2 separate regions of the Mus musculus genome follow, and region 1 is linked to region 2. The links are chromatin contacts, called in public HiChIP or PLAC-seq maps. All regions are on one chromosome and are shown on one strand. The core of a region is the stretch at or near the end of the contact, and the rest is flanking DNA. Distances in the headings are between cores, read along the strand shown. Region 1 overlaps Cdk14 (cyclin-dependent kinase 14). Region 2 overlaps Cdk14 (cyclin-dependent kinase 14).

Region 1 (6,447 bases), core at 312-2,811, 160 kb after region 2:
TGAATTCATTCCCAAAGGAGAAAGCCTTTATTAAAAACGATGCCAAGAGAGGGGGGCTAACAAGGCCCAAGTGCACTCACAGGGATGCCCAGTTCTCTCACAGTCTAGGAATGTAGGCTTGGAAAAGATAAACAAATTCCACGGACAATAGTCAATCATTCCCGGCCTTTCAGTGGATACACTTTCCCCTCTCAGAATACAATAAAAAAAAGTCAGTAACTGAGGCTCAGATCCTGGGCGCAGCTCCAGGTGGGAAACACAGGCAGAGATCAAAATCAATGGTATTTGTTTGTACAAGTGGGACGGTAGCTTACAAGCAACTCACAGTGTTTCGTGGTACCCCCTGCCATACACACCCCAAAAAAGGGATTTCCTAAAATTGAAAAGTAGACTCGGGAACCATGCTTAACTGTAAGACTTCTGCGTTCCAGATTGAAAGCAGCGCTCCCAACGGTTAGAAAGTGCTGGATCTGAGTCAGTTTGAAAGGCTTCCATCAGAAGCCAGCAAAGTAGCTGGAGCCATCTTCCTCTCATTCCTGGCCTGGGAACAATTCTGTCACTCAGGAAATCTGGAGCCATGCCAACACACTGCTTCAGCAGCCTGCTGGGGGATGGGTGAGGAGAGGGGAAATGTCTGGGCAGCTGGCTTTTGTCACAAAGCCTTCTCTCTTATAGAGGCTTGTAATGAATTTCCGAGACTTAAGACATTGTTGTAAGTGATTAACAGGACAAAAATATCCAAGGTGTAAAAGGCCAGTTGGTATATGAATTAAATCTTTTGCAAATAGTAAAATATGATAGTCTAGTCATTTTTCAATTATTTTCTTTAGACTAGCCTCAAATGTCTATACGGAAGAAGAAAAAAGCTAAGACACTGAGGCCTTAATTTACACACCAGGTATTTTATATTAATACATACACTAGATATTTCCCTCACTCTTGAGGAGCTTTGGAGCCTGGCGGCCCCAGGCAGGTCACACATACCACCCTGGCTCAAGGTACTGGGAGGCCTGGCAGCTACCACACAGGAGGACACACTGGGGCTCAGGGTGACTCAGCTACTGTGTTGTAGTCACAGAGTGAGGAGCCTGATCACAGGCCTGAATCCACAGCTGCTGCAAAGCCTCCTCCCTAAGGGCTGCTTGTGACGACCAAACTTTGTCCTACTTTGGAACTCTGTCAGGTTGTTTCCTCTTAGCCAAAAGGCCAACACTCCCTCCACTGCTTGAACTGTTAGAGCTTTAAACAGCTCAAAGATTAGGAAATACAGTTTACAACAATGGAAACCTAAGAACTTGGAGTCATGAGTCCAGAACACAGGGCAGAGTAAATGCCCTTGTCTAGATGGATTGTAAGGGTCCATGCTTTGCTGGGGAATGATACCCCAGACTCAAATAAAGGATTTCCTGCACGCAGGGGGTCTCCCCATTTACCAATGGAGACTCTCTGGGTGTATGCTTTGCAGGGTCAGTTTAAAGCCTGTCAGCGTAGGAGTGGGTGACTTTTGCTTCTCTTTCCCTTGAGTGGTTGGCTCTGTCTTCAGGGCTGTGGAGCCTTTGTGATTGGTTAGGACTCTGGGGACTTTCCAGGGTAGCAAGGAATCCTTGGTTTGGCTGCCCACAGTAGTGGTTGGCTGACCACAGGTTCCTGGATCCAGGTTCTCATATCCAGGAAACAGAAAACTTAGGCCTAGTCTCCCAGACTACCAGTTTGCAGCCTCTCATGGAGTCAGCCTGGCTCTGGCTAACTCAGTCCTTTCAGGGTAAATTGCTCAGCTTATCACTGACTTTATAATATCAAGGGGAAAAACTATCATTTTTAAAAAACATGTTACTGAGCTTTTTGGGATAAAAAAAAATCCAAAAAGTACGTAGACTTTCAAAAGAACCCTCCATGTGCCTGCCCAGCTGCTCAGAGCTGCAATGCTCCGCTGAGTCTGGAACACTCCAAGTCCAGATATGAAGCATCTTTAGCCCTCTCAGCCTCTCGGAGCCTTGTATTACAGTCCTCTGTCCCTAACCTAAGGGCTTTGCAAGCATCACACAGAAAGTTCCAACTTACAGCAGAGCACTAGTTTCCCTTTGGAACATACTATTTTGGCCGACCATTAGTTTCCACCAACCCCAAAGCTAATAGGATCTGAGGCAAATGGTAGTGATTTCTCCATCTTGGTGTAACCTGTCTCTCTGATGTTCCACTACTGTATTTGATATCTGTATCAGTGTCCTGATAGCTGGCATTCTTTGTACTATTTTGTTTTATTTTGGTTTGGTTTCTATACTGGACAGTCACTCAGACACTCATATTTGGCTCCAGAATGTTCTCTTAGTCTCACTGAGATACGAGTTACATTATGTCAATAATAATGGCACCCAATGTGGGGCTAGGAGAATAACTCACTTTTCACTAGAGAAGCCTCCTTCATGCAAGTAAGGAACAGGCACGGAGCCACCAGGCACAATCCTTATCTCCCTGGGGCGTGGCTGATGACGAATTTGTTTAGCCCAGTATGGTTGTTTAAGGATGCTATTTGGTAGATGCTGTTTAGGGCTTACTTTCTCTCCAGAGTGTTTGATTTAAGGTGTCTATTTTGCTTGTGTGGCTTCGGGAACATTTTGGTCTAGACATCTGGCTTGATTTTCTACTTGTTTTCATACCTCTGAAGGCATTTTGGATTCTGGTTGTTTGGGTTTGTCTTCAGCTTTTGCTCATCTGAAAACTATTGAAAGCATTTTGGGCTTTGCTTTGTTTTGTCTCTGTTTTGTTTGCCTTCAAAACATTTTGATTTATTTACATCTGGCCTTTGTCTGCTGACACTCTTCCCCAAATACATAATCCTGCATTTCTTTTTTTATAAATAAGATAAATAATTTAACATAAAGTCCATGCTATGTTAAAACGTTCCATCTGTGAAGGCCACTTCCCCTTGGGAATATACGCTCATACCTGCATGTGTCCTCTTTTTCCTTAACCCTCGGGCTTAAGCCTACATTAAAATATCTTCATTATAAAAGCCAGTTCTAAAATTCCTTCAATTGAAGCCACAAATTCCAATCCCTGTTTGGCCTGAGTCAAGGCCCCAACAGTTTAGGGGGGGCTCCTCAGGCTGCTAAGGATCACCACGTGAAGCTGTGTGTATGTTTCTTTACTACTAACTTTCCTGAAGCATGGTGATAAGATCAGTGTCCCAGTCTGTCACTTGGCTGATCTACCCTAAGGATGGTTTGCAGGTAACAGTGCTTCTTTGGTTCATTTTTCTGGCCAGACCCATTTGGTGTTTGTTAAGTTTGACTGGCACCAAAAACAAAATTCCCCAGGACTCATCCAAGGTCAGATGGAACGGTAGTACAGTGGCTTTTCTGGGGGACATTAAGAGACCCGATCCCTCACATGTCCTAAACCAATCTCTGGCCCCCAAGATAAAGTGGAGAACGACTTCCCCAAAGGAATGACCCTGATGCTCTCTGCTTCTTTGTCTTCCAGCCAATGACCTGCTTTCTGTGAAGCTAAGAGCTTAAACAAGGGGGAATCCAGCAAGTTTCCTTCCCTGGGATCCTCTGAAGAAGGGCTGATGGGTATCAGTTTTAAGGTCAAAACAGATAAACCTAAACTCCATATGTTCTCACCTTATAAGATGTTTTAAAAAAAAAAAAAAACTATGGTGTACATCTACGTCTTTAAACCTTACACTAAATAGATGTCTAGGGGGAAAGTATCCACCTGAGGATTAGTGCTGAGCACGTGCTGAGTAAATAGGCCATACGGAAGAGACCTACTATGTGTATTCCAAGATAAGAGACAGCCGCATTGCCATATCCAGGAAGGGAACCATATTCCAGATTAACAAGGAACCACTGATGCCTGATCCAAAAACTCTATACTTCTTTTCCTTCTTTGCATATTCTTCTAGATACAAAAGCAAGCACGGGATATAATTTTGTCTCCTTATAAATTAAAAGCGTTCATAAGAAAGAAGACTTTGGCTTAAAGTAAAATTGAAAGAAAGATTTACTCATCAGAGGTCTAACCTGTTCAGCTATAAAGGGACAAGGTGTTACATAAACTCTACATGATCTTCATAATTTGATCTTTGATGCTTCCAGTCTTTGTTGTTGTTTTGTTGGGTTTTGTCTGGGTTGTTTGTTTGTTCACTTCTCTTATTTCGTCTGGTTTGGCTTTGAGTTTTGGGGTTTTTTGTTCGTTGGTTAGATGGTTGGTCTTTCGGCTTTTTTGAGACAGGATTTCTCTGTGTATCCCTGGCTGTCTTAGAACTCACTTTGTAGACCACACTGTCATCAAAATCAGAGATCTGCCCTCCTCTGCCTCCCAAGTGCTAGGATTAAAGACTTGTGCCACCATGCCAAGCATTACTAAGGTTTTTCTCACAACATAAGAAATAGAGATATATAAAAGAATGCCAAACTTTATCCTGCTTAGAGTGCCTCACAAACTTTAATGAAAATTGAATATGAAATTGTAATAAAGCATTTATTATTGAAAATAGATTTTTCATCTAATGTATTCTAATTGTGATTCCCAGCCTCAACTCCTCCCCTGATCCTCCCCACTTCTGAATCAACCCAAATCTACACCCTTTCTTGCTCTCTCTTACTAGAAAACAGGAATTTAAATACTTTAAAAACAATAATAAAATGATACAAAATACAAGCAACAAAGTAACCTGAATAGGACAAAACAAATAAATGAACAGGAAAAACAAAAAGTCAAAGAAAAAGCACAAGGAACACAGACAGATACAGAGTCACAAACACTGGCTTTCTCGCCTCCATAGACGAGCGTTCCCCTACGTCCACAGCCTCCCAGCATAACGCACCATTTGTTTTATTGATCTTGGGCATTTTGACAATGGTAAAACAGAGTCTCAGAGTTATTTTGATTTGCTTATGATGATTTGCTGATGATTAAGAATGTTGACTGGTGGCGCACGCCTTTAATCCCAACACTTAGGAGGCAGAGGCAGGCATATTTCTAAGTTGAATGTCAGCTTGGTCTACAGAGTGAGTTCCAGGACAGCCAGGGGTATACAGAGAAACCCTGTCTCAGAAAAAAAAAAAAGAAAAAAAAAAAAAGAAAAAAGAAAAAAAAGAATGTTGAACATTTCTAAGTGCTTCTCAGCCATTTGAGTTTCCTCTATTGAGAATTCCCTCGGTTCTCAATAAATACAATTTATATCTGTACCTCATTTTTAATCGGGTTATTTGTTTTCTTAATGTCCACATTTTGTTTCTGTTTTTTAGTCTTTTATACATTCTAGATATAAGCCCTCTACTATACATGGAGTTGGTAAAAATCTTTTCCCATTCTGCTGGCTGCCACTCTGTCTGAATTTTGAAATCCTTTGTTATACAGAAGCTTTTCAGTTTTGTGAGGCCCCATTTATTAGCTGCTGATCATAATGCCTGTGCTATGGGGGCTCTGTTCAGAAAGTCTTTTTCTGTGTCAAGGATTTTAAGGTTGTTCCCCACTTTTTCTTCTGTCAGATTCGGTGTATATGTCCTCATGCTGAGGTCTTCAATCCATTAGAGGTTAAGTTTTGTGCAGGATGGTAAATATAGATCTATTTGGATTCTTCTATGTGCAGTTAGCCAGGTTGACCACCACAATTTGTTAAAGATGCTGCCTTTTATCAAGTGTGTCTTTCTGGCTTCATTATCAAAAATCAGGTGTCCATACATATATGGCTTTATGTCTGGGTCTTCAAATCAATTCCATTGGTCAACATACCTGGTTTTGTGCCAATACCATGCTGTTTTTATTACTATAGCTCTGTAGTATGATTTGAGTTTGGGAGTTGGTGATACCTCCACCAGTTCTTTCAATATTCAGGATTGATTTAGCTATCCTAGGTTAACAAAAATAATTTCAAAGTGATGGCTGTAAGAGATAATTTAAATTCTACTTAAAGAACATGAACCTAGTAGCCTTACCTGCATTTACAACTATTAGATTTAAACATATTTTAAATGGCAGATCTGTTTTCTGTGCATTACATACAGCCTCTTGAGTACTTTAAATTACTAAAAACTATTTTCTAAATTTATTAAAGTAATAACAGTAATAATAATGATGATGATAAAAATCTCACAAAAGAGAGAAAAAAGTTATAGGTATAAGATCTGTATCTTAGTTTCCCCCTTTGTTTTCTTCCCTCCTGCATCTCTCTTACTCCTCCCATTGCTCCCCTATGAGGTATATATTGAGTTTAAAATAAAAGGTTAAAGGAAAGAAAAATGGTTTTGTAACAATATTGTGTGGTAAGATGAGTATTACAAAATAAAAATGGATGAGAATAATGTTATATGGTTGAAGTACATTGAATTGTAGAAAGATTATAAAAACAAAAGTTAAGGAAAACAAATATAGTTAGAACTTAGTTGATCTTAATATAAGTGTTGTAAATTTTTACTTTCAAAATTCAGTAGCAAA
Region 2 (5,784 bases), core at 3,028-5,527:
AGTCCTGCAGTAATTTACATGTTAATGCATCCATGACATAAGCTGAAGCCAGAACTCTGGCATCGTGTAGAGTACAATTAACGGTAGCCTTCTACAATTTCCTGATGACAATTTATTTGCTTCTTTCAGCGAGAAAGAATATGAACTGTGGATCTACCAAAAAACATAATCAGCAAGTATTAGAAATATTGCTAGTAAAGGGCAATATCCTTAATCCCTGTGTGACCGTGTAAGTATTATGATAGTACTAGAAGATTATTTATCATCATGGCTATTAATACACTATTAATAAAAAACAATTTACTTTCTTAGTATCTACTTAGAGAAGTTCATAACCCACACCCCCGTTAGCATCAATGGCACAGAAAGAGCCACCTCCTTGTGAAGGATTCAGACGCTCAGCAGTGTAGAGGAACTGCTTGCTAGCACACCATTTGACTCCAGTTCTCTCAGTCCACAGTCCCGTTCCTTATACTATACAGTGTGACCTTTACTAAAGGATACTATGCTGTTGTACTGAAGGAGAGCAGCATTAGACTTACTGACTCACACCTCCCCTAAGAGTATTGTTTGCAAAACTATTTTGGCAACATCCCCTACCAAGACCATTCCAACTCAGACAGGGGCTTTGGACAGACCCCTACCCAACCTTTCAGGAATTACATGGTTCTTGGCAAGTTATATCCTTTCCCTAAGAGCTTGGTTTTCCTCATGTATACTGGGGATAATGCCAGTAGATGCATCTCACAGGGCAGCTATGTGAGTCTGCTGAAGTAATGAATCCAAAGTAGGAAGTCAAACACCTGGCTTATAATCATTGCAGAGGCAATATTGTGTATTACCCTGACACTGAATTTTCTAAAACTCTATCTGCCAGAATAGGCCCTCACTTCCTGACACAGATCACAAGAATCTTTGTTTCCTAAGGTTCCTTTATATTTACAAAAGGTCTTAGTCTTAGTTAGGCTTTCCATTGCTGTGATGTGTCTAAAGGAAAGCATTTAACTGGGGCTGGCTTACAGTTTCAGAGGTTCAATCCTTTATCCTCAGAGTGAGAAGCAAGGCACCATACAGGCAGGCCCATTGCTGGAGGAGCCAAAAGTTCTAGCTCTTAATCCAAAGGCAGCTAAAGGGACTGTATCCCACACTGTTGGAGCTTTAGCATAGAAGACCTCAAAGCCTGCTCCCACAATGGCATGCTTCCTCCAGTAAGGCCAAACCTACTCCAACAAGGCCATACCTCCATACAGTGCCACTCACAGAGGGCCAAGCACTCAAACATGAGTCTGTGGGGACCAATTACAACTACACAGTCTTGGACTTCCTGGCAACACATATGAAAATGTTTTTAGTTATTTCACAAAATCTTGTTTTTGTTTTATGAGCAAGAAATGGTTCCTATTTATTTTTTACTTCCCACGGGGTGGGGGGCACTTACTAAGTGGCATCTACAACATGGCACCGAGTATTTGAAATGACAGTCTGGAAGAATGATTTTTCAGTCCCAAGCTCACATTACAAGAGTAGTGACCATCACTGGGCATGGAACTTGTCCAGCCTTCACGGGAACCTCACACAGGACAGGATAGATAATCTCCCCAACTACACAGTCCTACTAAGTGCCAGGGCACAGGCTAGAAATGAGATCAGGTTAACACAAGCCTCTGCACTCTTTTCTGCTGATCAGATAAAGAAAAGATTCCTAGCACTTTAGAAGTCCTTGTATAATTCCCTCTAAACATTATTCCTGAGTTAGAATGATTTAAATGCCATAGAGGAGTGTCTCCTGGTAGTTTGTAAAAATCATGTGTTCTTCTGTGGTCTTCCTTCTTTCAACCATCATTATGTTTTTATATTTGTGAATGAAATTCAGTGCTGAGAGTAAAGGTGGAGATATGGATTGGGAACTTATCAAAGAATGGGGAAGTCGGCACAAAGAGAATTGGAAAAATCATCACAAAAAGGTAAGGGGAGATCCTGCGAGGCTAATTCATGTTCATTAGAAAGTGAAGCCAGTCAAAGACAATAGATTCCTGAATGGTCGAAGATGCCAACCACCGAGAAGAAGACTTAGGGGGGCCACCTAGCAAAGAAGAATGCTGACTGCCCTGTTATCCCTTAAAGGTCATCCTAGTTCTCCAAGGTATCCACTGTTTATCTGAACCTTAGTGACCCTGAGAGCCTGAGGGAAAGGTGCCTGAAGGAACGTTTGCCAGTGACATTAGTGGCTTCCCCAGGAATAAACAACTGCAAGTGACAGGGGCAAATGGTTCAAATTCAACAAGTTAAGAACATTCAAGGAATTGGGAAGGTCATCATTTTTTATAACCTTCCACTGAAATATTCTCATTTTACTTATAAAATTCCATAATACATTGGTCTTTATGCTGGAATTGTTGTGTTTGTCTTACTGTAGTGTATTATTGTCCTTTTATGAAAATCATCGCATCTGCAAACGGACAAATGTCCAGCATGAAAATGTTCCTCTTCCTATGGATGGAGGTCAACAAATTGCCTCATAAAAGTGACAGTCTTCAAAAAGTCGGAATTCTAAATTAATATACATAATTTAAGTAACCATTCAAAATATTGTAAAATACCTTCTCGCTCTTCTTTAAGGACTATGATTGGATTTAATGGGGCCCACACAACTGGAAGGTTACCCTCATGTTTATTTCTCTGAGATTTTTATAAGACATGTATTTCAGCAGGTAAATGCAAGACACAGAGTGTGCTTACAAAGAATGAGTCCTCTAAAATAAGCCTCCCACTTTCAGGGAGAGACTGGATGTATGAATGTGCACGTACATACACACTACGATAAAAATTAGAACTGTATGGACTGTTATTACATATTATCACTAAGGCAGGAATTAAGAACTATCTAAAAGTATGGTGCCCAAGTTACACCTAAACCAGGAGTGGACTTTAACTTGGAAAAGACTGAAGCACACACGAGAAAAATGAGAAAAAATTATAATATAGCAGTTGTCCTGTCTTGTCTTTCCATGTTAGGTACAGATTAGCTCTCAAATTTCTTTTGCACAAATTATTCCACTATGAGGACAATAAGTTCTGCCATATTAATTGCTTTATGAAATAGTACAATTCTTAATATTAGCTAGTTCATTTTCTCAATATTTAATTGGTGATGAGTGAACTCCTACCAGGCAAGCCTTGTTTGTTTTCTAACATTCCTGAACCTGTAGAGAGGGCTGCATGTATTAAACTGGCGCTGATGTTGGTATGTTGGTCTGCAGCTCCTGGCCAAGACAGCAACAGAGCAATTGGAGCAGTCAAATTCAACTCTACTTGGGATCTTTTATATTTATATAAACTATTCAAGTCACAGAAACATTCTGATCAAGAAAGTAACAATAAATTTTATGTATTCCTTTGACATAAAAATTTAGGATGATTTTGGAAAAATTAGCATTATTGAAGTTTCAGTATTTAATATGATATCCTTCATTCTTTAAGCATATCCTTAATCTAAAAGTGTTTTGAACAAAAATTTAAACCTACAAAGAGCAAATAGCAATTTTATATACATAAACAAGCACAATTTGTCATCCAATCTTTTATTTGCTGCTATAATACTGTGTGTACTTCTGTATTTGAAGGAAGATATAATGAGGAAAACATGGGCATGCCGTTTTAATGACTTGATAAACTTTTATACTGCTTTGGGACTTCATGAAGCACATAGGTGAATCTGTAAGTACTGTGAAATATTGTAGATGTTCTGTGTAGAGTTGTGGGTAGAAGCTTTATGTGTCATTGGAGGGCAGTATGTGGCTTTTTATACTTCATAGATGAAATACAGTGCAAAAGCTAACTTAAGGTGACAGTCTGAGACTGTTCAAGCCCTTGGACTTATCCTACAAAGAGTGTTTATTCTTTTTTAGGTTACAAGAAAGTAATTGCATTGATTTGTTTTGTGAATGTGGCTCAAAGGGTGGCCAGCAAGCTTCCCTTAAGGCTGATACTTCCCCTACTGCTGGAGCCTGCCCACATGGCCCTAAGCTACACACACACACACACACACACACACACACACACACACACACACACACACACACACAAAGGCTCACAGATAACAGGACAATTGCCAAGCTTTTGCTGAGTATTTCCTTTAATTCTTTTTCTTGGGTCCTGTTCAAAATGTTAGGGTTTTGGTTTTTTTTTTTTTTTTTTTTTTTAAGTACTACTATCAACTCAATGCTCTTGGGTATACCCAGAGAACTGACTGAGCTGGCAAGTATCCAAAAAATATAAATATCCCATACTCAAGTTTCCTTTTATTTGTCCTTCTGAACTTTTCCCACAATATACTATATAGTGCATTTCTCTCACATGTGCTATTAATTAAGATTTTTTAAAAAACAAATCAAGATAGGAATTATTCAATGGTTTTAAGAAGAGATCCATTGCATTCTAAAATGTCACAAGAATATGAGCAATGCAGAGAAATCTGAATGGTTTACTTTTCTGGTTACTCCACAGGAAGATGGGATCCAATTCTGAGGTGAGGCCAGCATTCTAAGGAGCTGAGTCACCACCAGGCCTCTGTCTCCTCCACATTGACGACTCATAGGACTTTGCCTCAGGTCTGAGCTCTACTGATCTTGATCATTCTAACACTCCTCCCTACAACTCAGTTGATCTTCTGTAAATGATAGGACCAGATTACATGATCCCTTGCGCTCTTCCCAGACCTTACAAACTAGGATTAAACCCTTCAGGGGCAAGATGTCTACCCCTTCAGGTTTAGTATAGCATAGCATGAGCTTAATACCTTTGACCATACAACTCTCACAATGGCCTATCAACTTATGCTCTCCTTACTTGCTGATGCTCCCAAAATGGATGCATTCAATACCTAGTTCTATCTTCCTCTTCCTTAATGCTTCCATATAGGTCCCAAACACAATGGTAATTTAAGAAAATGAAAAGTAACCATAGAAACAAATGTTGATCAGGACAAGACTCCAGTTCACAGCAGAAGAGACTTGTGGTGAACACAGGATAGGCAGTGTTTGCAATTAGAAAATTTCTGAGCAGCCTCCATACCCACTCAGAAGGTAGAACTCCCTCTCAGCAGGCAAACTGGTGGGGTTGGGTGGCAGGGAGAGTATTTCTACTTCAGCTAGCTACTTAGCAACAACTCTCCTCTGTTCATTTCTCAGACCACAACGTATGACTATAACCATGGTTCCTTCCACTCTTAATTCTGAAACAATCGTGGCCCAATTAGTTGCTGCTTAAAATCTATTAACTCACTACCTAGTCTCTGCATTAGCTCCATTTTCATAACAGTAGGGGAACGCAGGTATCTAAGGAGTCTGTTCTTGTTCCATACCACAGCCTCTAAGGTACCAATAGGTCATAGATGAGCATATCTGTCCAGAAAGCTTAATGTAGTTAAGCACGGGAATATAAGTGTACAAGCATGTAATACTTGCAAAGAACAAAAAAGAAAGAAGAGGAAAGGGAATATCACTATTAAAGGCTACAGGATGTCAGAGAAGAGGCAGTGTTTAATGCGGTCTTTAAAAGGTGACTCGAGTAGAGTTGATGGTCTGGGGTAGGGACAGGCTAGAAAAAGCAGGTACATTCATTCCTTTGCCAGTACATTCCTCCACCAGCTGCTTCTCCCCTAGCCAGCCATAAAAATTCAACCTGTCATTTGCCACATACAATCAGCTTCTTAGTTGTACAAGTTATATAATGATTTTTTTCTCATATTGAGTTACTTTCTTGTATTGAACAAACAGTATGTTA

Evidence for each region. HiChIP or PLAC-seq counts read pairs in DNA pulled down with a chosen protein or histone mark.
Region 1: a contact with region 2 is called in a FOXA1 HiChIP or PLAC-seq map of pancreatic cancer cells. The contact joins two enhancer-like sites. A contact is called at or near these places in 2 of 115 datasets of contacts at active chromatin or transcription factors (embryonic fibroblasts and pancreatic cancer cells) and 2 of 9 other capture datasets (adipose tissue and pancreatic islet).

What each region holds. Positions count from the first base shown.
Region 1 is chr5:5,342,385-5,348,831 of GRCm38.p6, forward strand. The region is part of intron 2 of Cdk14 (cyclin-dependent kinase 14); the gene reads right to left. Among named protein-coding and RNA genes, the nearest start is that of Gm30151, 25 kb to the right of the region's middle. Within about 2 kb of position 1,562, at least 204 of the 459 cell types and tissues checked have an H3K27ac peak or open chromatin away from gene starts, as enhancers often do. A contact at or near this core is called in adipose tissue, embryonic fibroblasts and pancreatic cancer cells, where this site is marked.
Region 2 is chr5:5,176,369-5,182,152 of GRCm38.p6, forward strand. The region is part of intron 5 of Cdk14 (cyclin-dependent kinase 14); the gene reads right to left. Among named protein-coding and RNA genes, the nearest start is that of Gm30151, 190 kb to the right of the region's middle. Within about 2 kb of position 4,278, at least 80 of the 459 cell types and tissues checked have an H3K27ac peak or open chromatin away from gene starts, as enhancers often do. A contact at or near this core is called in adipose tissue, embryonic fibroblasts and pancreatic cancer cells, where this site is marked.